2 separate regions of the Mus musculus genome follow, and region 1 is linked to region 2. A link is a contact called in public Hi-C data. All regions are on one chromosome and are shown on one strand. Each heading gives the region's core, a stretch centred on a gene start, on an enhancer-like site or on the middle of the called end of the contact. The rest is flanking DNA. Distances are from core to core; before and after follow the strand shown.

Region 1 (4,574 bases), core at 1,468-3,967, 93 kb before region 2:
TAACAAATAAATCTTCTGAAAATCTTGTGATATGACCAAAACTGGCAAAAATAAAGCTGAAGTCTCACATCACTGAGGTACCTACATACACCGATTGCTGACCGGAATAAATGTTCACCAAGCACTAACACCTTGTATACTAGGTGACTCATTAAGCTGAGATGTCACTGTCATGTAGACAGTTTAAAGTTTTTATATAGCTATTTAGCTTTGGAGAGTATATGTATATGTATATGTATATGTATATGTATATGTATATGTATATGTATATGTATATGTATATGTATATGTATATGTATATGTATATGTATATGTATATGTATATGTATATGTATCAATATCAAGCTCCTGCCCTGGGCCACAGCAGAGCATCTAAATCATATGGGAGTCACAACACCCAAGACCAAACTAAGGCTTTGAAAACAGCTAACTCACCAGGCATGGTGGCCCACTCCTTTGATCCCAGTACTTGGGAGGCAGAGGCAGGCAGATGTCTGTGAGTTTGAGATCAGCCTACAGAGTGAGTTCCAGGACATCCAGACCTACACCAAGAAACTTTGTCTCAGAAAACGGAAATTTACTAATAATTAATAATTAAATAATAAACAATAGCTAAGTCTCCACGCACACCAACTTTTAGGAAAAACCAATCAGAAAGGGTTTGCGTTCTGATCCGCATAACAGGAAGCACCCCTTGTGCTGACTTTTAGAAGAGCAGTAAGTGCCAGAGAGCAGACGTTGTCAACACTGCTTTTAAAATTACTGTTACATTTCCTCCAACAACTTTCCAAGATCCACCTGTTCTGTCATACCCATCAGAGCACATATTCTTTCTCAAATCACAAAGGAGAGGCAGTTGTTGTGGGTTTCGTCCTGTGATAGATCACGGTTAACTGATATGTGGAAGAGGTGGATAGCATCTGTGCTCACTGTTTCCTGTGCAGCTCAGCAGACATCGGTGTCCAGTCACACAGCCACATGCCGAGGAGCTTCCAGTGCCAGAAGGAAAAAGTACTTCCTTTCTTTTCTTTTCTTTTTTTCTTTTCTTCTCTTTTATTTTCCGGGTTTTCACGTCAGGGTTTCTCTGTGTAGCCCTGGCTGTCCTGGAACTCACTTTGTAGACCAGACTAACCTTGAACTCAGAAATCCTCCTGTCTCTGCCTCCCAAGTGCTGGGATTAAAGGCATGTGCCTCCTCTGCCCAGCCAGGAAAGTATTTCAATCGACAATGGAGTCATTGTTTTCTCTCAGCGTGAGACTTTGGGTCTAATACATGAAGCTTTAAATCACTTGCTTTCAGAGTACTCTGGTTTCTGTGTATTCCTGTGAGTGTACACGTGCGTGTTTGTATGTGTATCAGAAGACAAACTTGGGTGTCTCCTCTGGTCCCTTCCAGCTTGTTCTGAAGGTACCATTCACACATTTCCCTTTGAAATAGATTCTCCTGCTGGCTTGGAGCTCATCAACTTGGAGAGTCTAGACTATCAGTGAGCAAGTCCCAGGGAGCTGTGTCTCCGTGCATCTCCCCGGAGCTCCCTGCATCTCCGAGACTATCATGTTTACATGGGTTCTGCGGATCTAACTCTCGCTCTTGTGCTTATACAGCAGACTCTTTACTGACCAAGCCACCACCTCTCCTGCCCCATATCTTCTATTTCAAAATGTTACTCTTGTGTCCATAGTTATTTTCATTCATCACTTAAGTGTACTACCGTAAAATATTTTTTCTTAACATGTGACCTTTCTTTATACATGTGTCAGAGTCATTAGTGCTAGCTCCCTAGCAGTCATGCATGATGCTTGACAGTTATTTTCCTAACTTGTTATAAGGCGGTAGAAATTGGGCGTGCTGGCATTGCCTCTTGTCTCTCCACATCCCAGCAATGACAGAGACCAGCACTATTCCAGTTGGATGAACACCCAAGATGCTCTAGTCTGGGTTAGACTGATGTTCCTAACCAGCTTGCCCATACATTAGTGATCAGGAGAGGGGAGGCCGGTTGGTCTAGGATGGCCTCTAGTATCCAGGTGAGTGTTGCCTGGATCAATGAGCAGGTGGGCCACACATCTTCCACCCTCCAATAATGTCAAAGCAAGAGCAAAGAGAAGTCCCCAAGACCTCTGTGTGTATATGTTGTATGTTTTCATGTGTGTGTGTGTATATGTGTGTGTGAACCAGAAGTCAACCTTAGCTGTTGCTCCTCAGGTACCATCGCAGTCTCTTTTCTTGGAGACAGGGTCTCTTAACTGCCTGGAATTTGCCAGGGAGGCCAGGGTTGGCAGCCAGCGAGTCCCAGGGAGCTGCCTTGTCTCGACCCCTCCAGCCCTGGGGTTGCAAGCACGTGCTACCACAATTGACATGTTTTACACAGGTCAGGAACATGTTTTACACAGGTCAGGAACATGTTTTACACAGGTCAGGGACATGTTTTACACAGGTCAGGGACATGTTTTACACAGGTCAGGAGATTGTGCTCACACTCTTCTCGTGGGACAAACACTTCACAGGTTGACGTCTTCCAATCTCTCCCAGCGCCTTTCCATGGGATCGACATTAGCTTGGCTTCCCTTCCTCCATATTCTATTCAGGGCAATACTGCAGCTGGTTGTTTCTAAGCAGCAAACCAACTCGTGATAATCGTTTCAAGTAACACTTCACTGTCAAACAACAATCACGTTCTGCTAACTAATCGGGCATTTGGTCAGGTCTGGACGGGAACAGTTCGCCTGTACTCCACTAGATGGCATCTCCACAGCCCAGGCAGGGGCAGATGAGCCTCCTTACAGCCTGGATTCCAACAGCAAGCATCCCAAGAGCTGGGAAACAGCTGGCTGCTGGTACCCATTCACTGTACTATATCCTTGACTGGATACAGCAGTCCACCACATCGATAAGAGGGATGAACCCCAATTCTAGTGTACGCCATTGCCTGTAGTACCCAACCCTGTGTATATTGGGTTTTTTTTCTATACATATTTACCAATGAGAGCATTTAATTAGACACAGATTGACACCAGCAATAAATAGCAATAAAATAAAACATTTATAATAGCATTCTGTGATGATGCTATGTGAATGCGGTCTTTTTCTTACCCTTCTCCTGAAACAGTCAAGACAAGAGTAATATGTTCAGATCACTGTTAGCCACGAATGATTGAAGTGGCAAAGGTATCTAGGGCAGGGGGCGGGGCATCTCTCAACAGAGTGTTGAAGGATTGAACTGCAGTCTTCAGACTCTACCTTTGAGGGGTGGAGCGATGATGTCACCTGTGAACACCAGTGGTTCTTTGCCCGAAAGAGGGCTTCTGTTGTCCTCGAAATCAATCTACTGCAGTGTGAGCAGGAGCCAAGTGAGGGCCAGTCTCATTCAGGATTTCGTCTGCTTCTTTTAACTAGCACAGAGCTTTGCCCTAGTCTTCTGTTGGCTACTGTCCATAGAGAGAGAGATTTGGTTGCTGCCTGGCTACAGGAGGTACCCTCTTCAGGTTCCATATCCCCAATGCTATGAGTCATGGCTAAGGTCACCCCCCATTGATTCTTGGGCTCATCTCTTATCCCAGATCTCTGTCTTGCCCTGGAGATGCTTCCCACCCCCACCCCTGTCAGTGGCAGATTTCCATCCATTCTCATGATCTTCTCATGGTCATCTCTCCTGTCTCACCCCACACCTGATCTCAACCCCCCATCCCCCTTCCCATTCCCTCTCCCACACTGTTCCCTCTTTCCATCTGCCTCTTATGACTATTTTATCCCCCTTCTAAGTGAGTTTCCAGCATCCTTATTTGAGTCTTCCTTTTTGTTTAGCTTCCTTGGGTCTGTGAAGTATAGCATGGGTATCCTGTACTTTATGGCTAATGTCCACTTATAAGTAAAGTACATACTATTGATGTCCTTTAGGGTCTGGTTCACCTCACTCAGGATGATATTCTCAAGTTCCATCCAGTGGAGCTATAGGGACACAACCCATCCACAAAACTTTCAACCCCAAATTTAATCTAGTTACAAGAAATGCAGGAACAAAGGATGGAGCAGAGGTTGAAGTGGTCAACCAATAACAGGCCCAACTTGAGACCTATCTTAAGAGCAAGCACCAATCCCTGACACTATTAATGATACTCTGTTGTGCTTGTAGACAGGAATCTAGCACAGCTGTCCACTGAGAGGCTCCACCCAGCAGCTGACTCAGACAGATGCACACACAGCCAAACAGTGGATGGAGCTTGGAGACTCTTAGGGGAGAATAGGAGGAAGGATTGCAGCCTCTACGGAGATAGGAACTCCACAGGAAGACCAACAGAGTCAATTAACCTGGACCCTTGGGGCTCTTAGAGACTGAACCACCAACCAAAGAACATAGACAGGCTGGACCTAGGCCTCCCCATACATATGCAGCATATATGCAGCTTGGTATTCATGTGGGTCTCAAACAACTGGAGCAGGAGCTATCTAAAAAACTGCTGCCTGTCTGTGGGATATGTTCTTCTAGCTGGGCTGCCTTGTCTGGCCTCAGTGGGAGAGGATGCACCTAGCCTCACAGAGACTTGATGTGCCAGGGTGGGGGAATACACAGGGGG
Region 2 (5,212 bases), core at 1,907-4,406:
ACTGTCCTGCTCTGCCTCCTGACTTCAGATACAATGTGACCAGCACTGTCCTGCTCTGCTTCCTGACTTTGGATATAATGTGACCAACATGGTCCTGCTCTCAACAAAGTACCTTCCCCAACATGATGGACTGCATCCTCAGAATTAGAAACCAACATGAAACCTTCCTCCATTAAATTGCTTCAGTTGGGTATTTTGCCACAACAATAGACAAGTAACTAAAAATAGTTGCTGGAATACTTTTAGTTGATGATATAGTAATAGTAGTAGATCTAGTTTAGGCACTAAACTGACAAGATCTAGTGACAAGAGTGATCAGTTAGAGTTAGAGAAGTTGTGAGCATCTGAGGCTCTCTACAATAGCACATGATGTAAAAGTACCTAAAGTAACTGCTATGCCTGTTGGTTCTGCTGTGGGTTGCTGGCCTCCATTGATCAGCGAAGGAAGCACTAAGCCTTAATAAAAATAAATAAAAGGTAATCATTTTTCCATCTAAGTCTAGATTCTGAAGTTCACTTTGGGTAGCTTAAGTTAAGAACTTTGACTGTAAACAGTCATTTCAAATGACAACGACCTTTTTGGCTCAGCATGAGTGCCTCAAGAAAGCCAGCCTCCATTCACCTTTTACACTGACTGTGCTCAGTACCCATCCCATGGCCAGATGGCTCGGAGAGGCCTGGCAGCTGGTGTGAAATCAAAGCATACATATACAAAACCCTCAAATCTCTCCAAGCTAACTGCCACTCATCCCCATCCCTCCTGCCTCCCCACTCCCCCAAAACAAGAGCTGATTGGCTTCCTCTCTCCTTTCTCTGGGCCTGTCTCTATTACACCAAGGTCCCCATTTAGGAAGAGAAAATGGTCACTGTGTCCACAGAGCTCAGTTTCTGACTGTGGGCAACCTAGGGCTTTGGGATGATTACTTCAGTGTCACCACAGTTGTTCCTAAAATGACTCAGGTCAGAGGCTGGACCCTGGAAGCCCTAATGAGCTAGGCTTGGCCACCCACCCTCAAGACACCAATGGAAGACAAGAAACAGAGGAAGTGGATCTACTTGATGTGACCACAGTGAGAAGAGAAACAAAAGAGGTCCAGTGACCCCAGAATCCATCTTTGATGGTGGTGGGGTCCTAACATGAGATTTATGTTTAAATACAGGGCAAGAAAGCAGACCTGGTCCGGATCTGGTCCTGCCCACCATACCCAGTCTATCCCACAAGGTATTCTAACAAATCAGAGCTGCTTGCAGTCTCATACTAGGAGACAAGTTGTCCTCCAACTGGCGCCAGATCTTGGACATTTCCTTCTGATATGAGACTTCTGCAGAAATCTTGAATCCTTAGGTCCATTGCCTCGACAGCCTGATAACAAAAACTAGGGGCACAAGTATCTCCTTAGGCTATCTCCACTCCAGTCAGGATGGTCACATGACCAGGCTGATATTTCTGGAGAGTGACGAGCACTCTATCTTGTCTTGTAGTATTGCACCTTCAAGTCACCACCCACTCCCGCTTGGATGCTGGTCTCTCAGACGGTGCTGTCCTATAGTCTTCCTGGCCGACTAAATCTGATTCACACCTATCTTAGTAGGGCCCATGGGCTAAAATAACTTGTGGACATTTATTTCTTTTTGTCTTTGTTCATTAAATACCATCCAATAAATTCTTCTATTTTGGCCGCTGGCCAAGGAAGCCTAAGTGTTTAGATATAAACACTTTTCCTATGGCCCTTTTATAGGGGAGACCTACTAACCTCTGTCACGGCATATCAGACAGGCCTGACCAGGAAACCTGCAGCTATCTAGGCCACTGTAAGGGCGTGGGGGTGGGGAGCTCGTTATCAAGATTGGTTACCTCAGAGTCGTTAGAGTATAGGAGGTTAACAGAACACAGCAAAGAACATAGAGAAGAAGCAGGAGGCAGGACGTGGCCACTACCTGCCCTGGAGGGAGAGGGAATATGGTGTAACTGGCTAATTAAGAAAGGGGAGTGAAGGTTCTTACTCTCTTGACCATAATTTCACACTGGTACTTCTGGCTGAAGTCAACCAGAAAGCTGTTGACCAGGGATGCTAGAGAATGCAGCTTCCTGCAACACAGAGAAACAAAGAAAAGGGCGTGGCCTATCTGTGTTTAGAGCAGATGCAGATGGGCAGATATGGAGATCACCAAAGCCTGCCTTTCAGTTTGAGGAAAGTGTCCACTGTGAGAATCAGTACTATTACCCATATGTGTGCTACTGTGAGCTTCTGCCCTGCCCTTGGGTCCATTTTGGATTGTCTAGGCTAAACATGTGTAAGGAAACAGTCAGATGGATTTCCTTGATGCCGTGACAAAGGCAACTAAAGAAATGAAGGGTTTATTCTGCCCCTGGTCTGAGGTGAGTGAGCTATAGAGCCAGGAGTGTGAGGCAGTGTGTCATATTGTATTGAATCGGAAGCACAGAGATGGGGACACCAGTGCTCAGCTCAGTTTTTCCTTTTAATTCAGTTCAGGGTGCCACTGTATGACATAGTGCCACCCACAGTTAAGAGTAGGCATTTATGCCTCAACTAATCCAATCCAGAAACCCCCTCATAGATAAGATGGAGGATGTCCCATGGTGATCCTAACTCCCACCCTGTTGGCAATGAGGATTAAGAACAGCGCTGCATTAAACTGGCTTAGACCAGAAGTTTTGAGTAAGGACTGAAATGAGATGACACTTGTGACTAATTAAGAAAGGCGAACACATGAGGTAGACCCAGAAAGTTCTACAAGCTCCTTCTCTCCAATGACATCCCCCATGCTGCTTACCACACAGGCCAGAAACATGGCGAGACTATGAGTTTGCTGGGCAAACTCCCATGATGCTTTGGGTCCACGAGGACATTTTTCCTAGAGGTGGGTAAATTGTTAGAAGAATTGCATCTGCCTGCTTCATACAGAGTTTTCTTCCACACCTGTCTGCTGTGCCAACCTCTAAAACCACAAGCGTGACAGCTTAGTTTAAAGAGCTTCCTCTTTTAAATGCCAGCCAATGAAGTCAATGGCGGATGTAATAACATAAAGAACAAAGCCACTATGGAAAACTTTTTGTCCCCTTGAATGTCACATGCTGGCATAAAAAGGTGCAGAGACTGACACGGGCTACTCCCTCAAGACAGCATCCAAACACAGCCTCAAGGACTGGCTGCTTAGAGATTGACCACATCCAGATTCTGCCCAGGTAAACACTGACTCCCAAGCATAAAAGGCTCTCGGAGCCTCTTTGAAGCTTTCTAGGGGCCAGTGTACCTTCTGCCTTCAACCACCTCCTGAATAGGTGTGCCTCTGCCTCTCCTCTTCTTGTAACTTGCCAGGGTTTGGCCGTGACATGGATGAATAAGGCAGTAAATGTGGGATTTGGTCTCACAGCCCAGCCTCCCTCATATTCTGCTCCTCACAGTCTTGTTTCTGTATGAAAGTTGTCAGTTCAGAGAGAGCGAGAACAAGAGGAAGAGGCTCTTCCTACCAAGATGATGTCTTCCTTCCCAGGACAGTCTGTCACAGAGTCCCTAAGGGAATGTTGGGCTAGAGGTTAGCTTCTAAGCAGAATGGTTGATACTAACCTAGAATAACTCCAATGATTGACACAGTTTTAAAAAAAGTATCACCTTTGAATGTACTTAACATTTTGCTTTTAATTGACTTGCATTTTTATTTAAATCCATTTAAGAGAAATCTTATATATATATAACAAATGCAAAATTAATATAATGTTCTAGAACTAGAAGGTAACCAGGAAAACAAAATAAGGTTATCCTGAGCCTCAGAAAGCCGAGAATCAGGGGGTGGGGGTTGGTTGCAAATAGGGAGAGGGCTGGTAAAGATTTACTGTTGCCTGGGTGATGATATTGCTCAACAGGTAAAAGTGCTTGCCTCCAAGTCTGACGACCTATTGTAGCTTGTGGTCTTTTTTTTTTTTTTTTTTGTAGCTTGTGGTCTTATCTACCCCGCTTTATGCTCCTGGGCAGGCTGCACTTCCAGCCACCCACCCAGGGAAACTTTGGATACTCGGATAAAAGACAACACATATTAGCTTATTTTTAATGTGCCTTGCTAGCTCAATGGTTGGACACTTGTTAGCCTCTTGCCTTGTACCTCAGGCCTAATCAAGGAAGCGGCCAGTGGCCACTTATCTGAGATATGACACGGTTGGTTGGCTTTCTCTCCTGAAGCTCCAACATCCCTTCTGTCTCCCTCTTGAACATGGAAAATCTCCCTCTGCTCCCTCCTCTCTCCTAGCCTTTCTGCCCAGCCATTGGCTACTGACTCTTTATTGACTGATCAAAAACCAATTGGGGACAAGGACCTTTAGTGTATAGGCACACAGATCCCCGATTAAGTCAAAGCATCCCAACATCAACCTACAACCTTTGTTCCATCCCCAGCACCCACATGGCAGAAGGGGAAGACATAAGCCCCGCAACCTATCCTCTGACCTCCATATGCTCACCATGATAGGCACCCACATGCATGTGCTCACATGTGTGCACACTTACAACTGAAGACATGTAATAGAAAGGAAATGCTGGTACGAAAATAAAATGGTTTCTCGTAAACACCTGGAAGGATTGAAGGACCAGACTGGGGAGCGGCTGGTAGAGTCTGTGTCCTGTTGCCGTTTCTGATCTCATTGTTGTAACCACAGGAAAAATCTGCTTTGGCTCACAGGAGAGAGCACGTTCCATCACAGCAACAAAGGCACCGAGGACTTCAGGATGGGGGAAGCATGCAGCAGACACTGCAGGCATCTTAAAAGGTCAAGAAATAATGCAGACAGGAAGTGGAACCAGTCTGTAAAACCTCAAGGCCCACCTCCAGAGACACACTTCCTCCACGGAGGCTTCCATTCCTAAACACTCTACAACCTTGAAACAGCAATACCAACTAGGAACCACCAAATATTCAAATGCACCCATGAGCCTGTGGGAGACATTTCTTATTCAAAAGACAAGAAGTGACTATGCCAATTCTGTCTGGGGGCAGACAAACCAGGACTAGTAGACTTTGAGATCTGTGCAAGCTAAGTGAAGCCAGGGACCAGGAAGACAGGCCAAAGACAAAAGCCATGTTATCAACATGCTAAATGAGAGTGTGGGAAGGGTGTCATGTTGTCTACTTCAATTTTGTTACTGTGATGAATATCCTTGTCAAAAGCAACTTACAGGAGGAAAGGAATTATTATACC

The links. Hi-C and Micro-C count contacts between places; a contact is called where the count stands out from the background.
Region 1: a contact with region 2 is called in a Hi-C map of CD8 T cells, with 3 times the contacts expected there. The contact joins two enhancer-like sites. A contact is called at or near these places in 39 of 484 Hi-C or Micro-C datasets (the 63-12 cell line, the AtT-20 cell line, the C10 cell line and 13 more), 7 of 115 datasets of contacts at active chromatin or transcription factors (DN3 thymocytes, T-cell acute lymphoblastic leukemia, Th17 cells and 4 more) and 1 of 9 other capture datasets (embryonic stem cells).

The regions. Positions count from the first base shown.
Region 1 is chr9:115,702,619-115,707,192 of GRCm38.p6, reverse strand. No RefSeq gene overlaps it. Among named protein-coding and RNA genes, the nearest start is that of D330037F02Rik, 39 kb to the right of the region's middle. Within about 2 kb of position 2,717, at least 20 of the 459 cell types and tissues checked have an H3K27ac peak or open chromatin away from gene starts, as enhancers often do. A contact at or near this core is called in CD8 T cells, DN3 thymocytes and thymic regulatory T cells, where this site is marked.
Region 2 is chr9:115,609,690-115,614,901 of GRCm38.p6, reverse strand. No RefSeq gene overlaps it. Among named protein-coding and RNA genes, the nearest start is that of Gm39448, 47 kb to the left of the region's middle. Within about 2 kb of position 3,156, at least 75 of the 459 cell types and tissues checked have an H3K27ac peak or open chromatin away from gene starts, as enhancers often do. A contact at or near this core is called in CD8 T cells, DN3 thymocytes and thymic regulatory T cells, where this site is marked.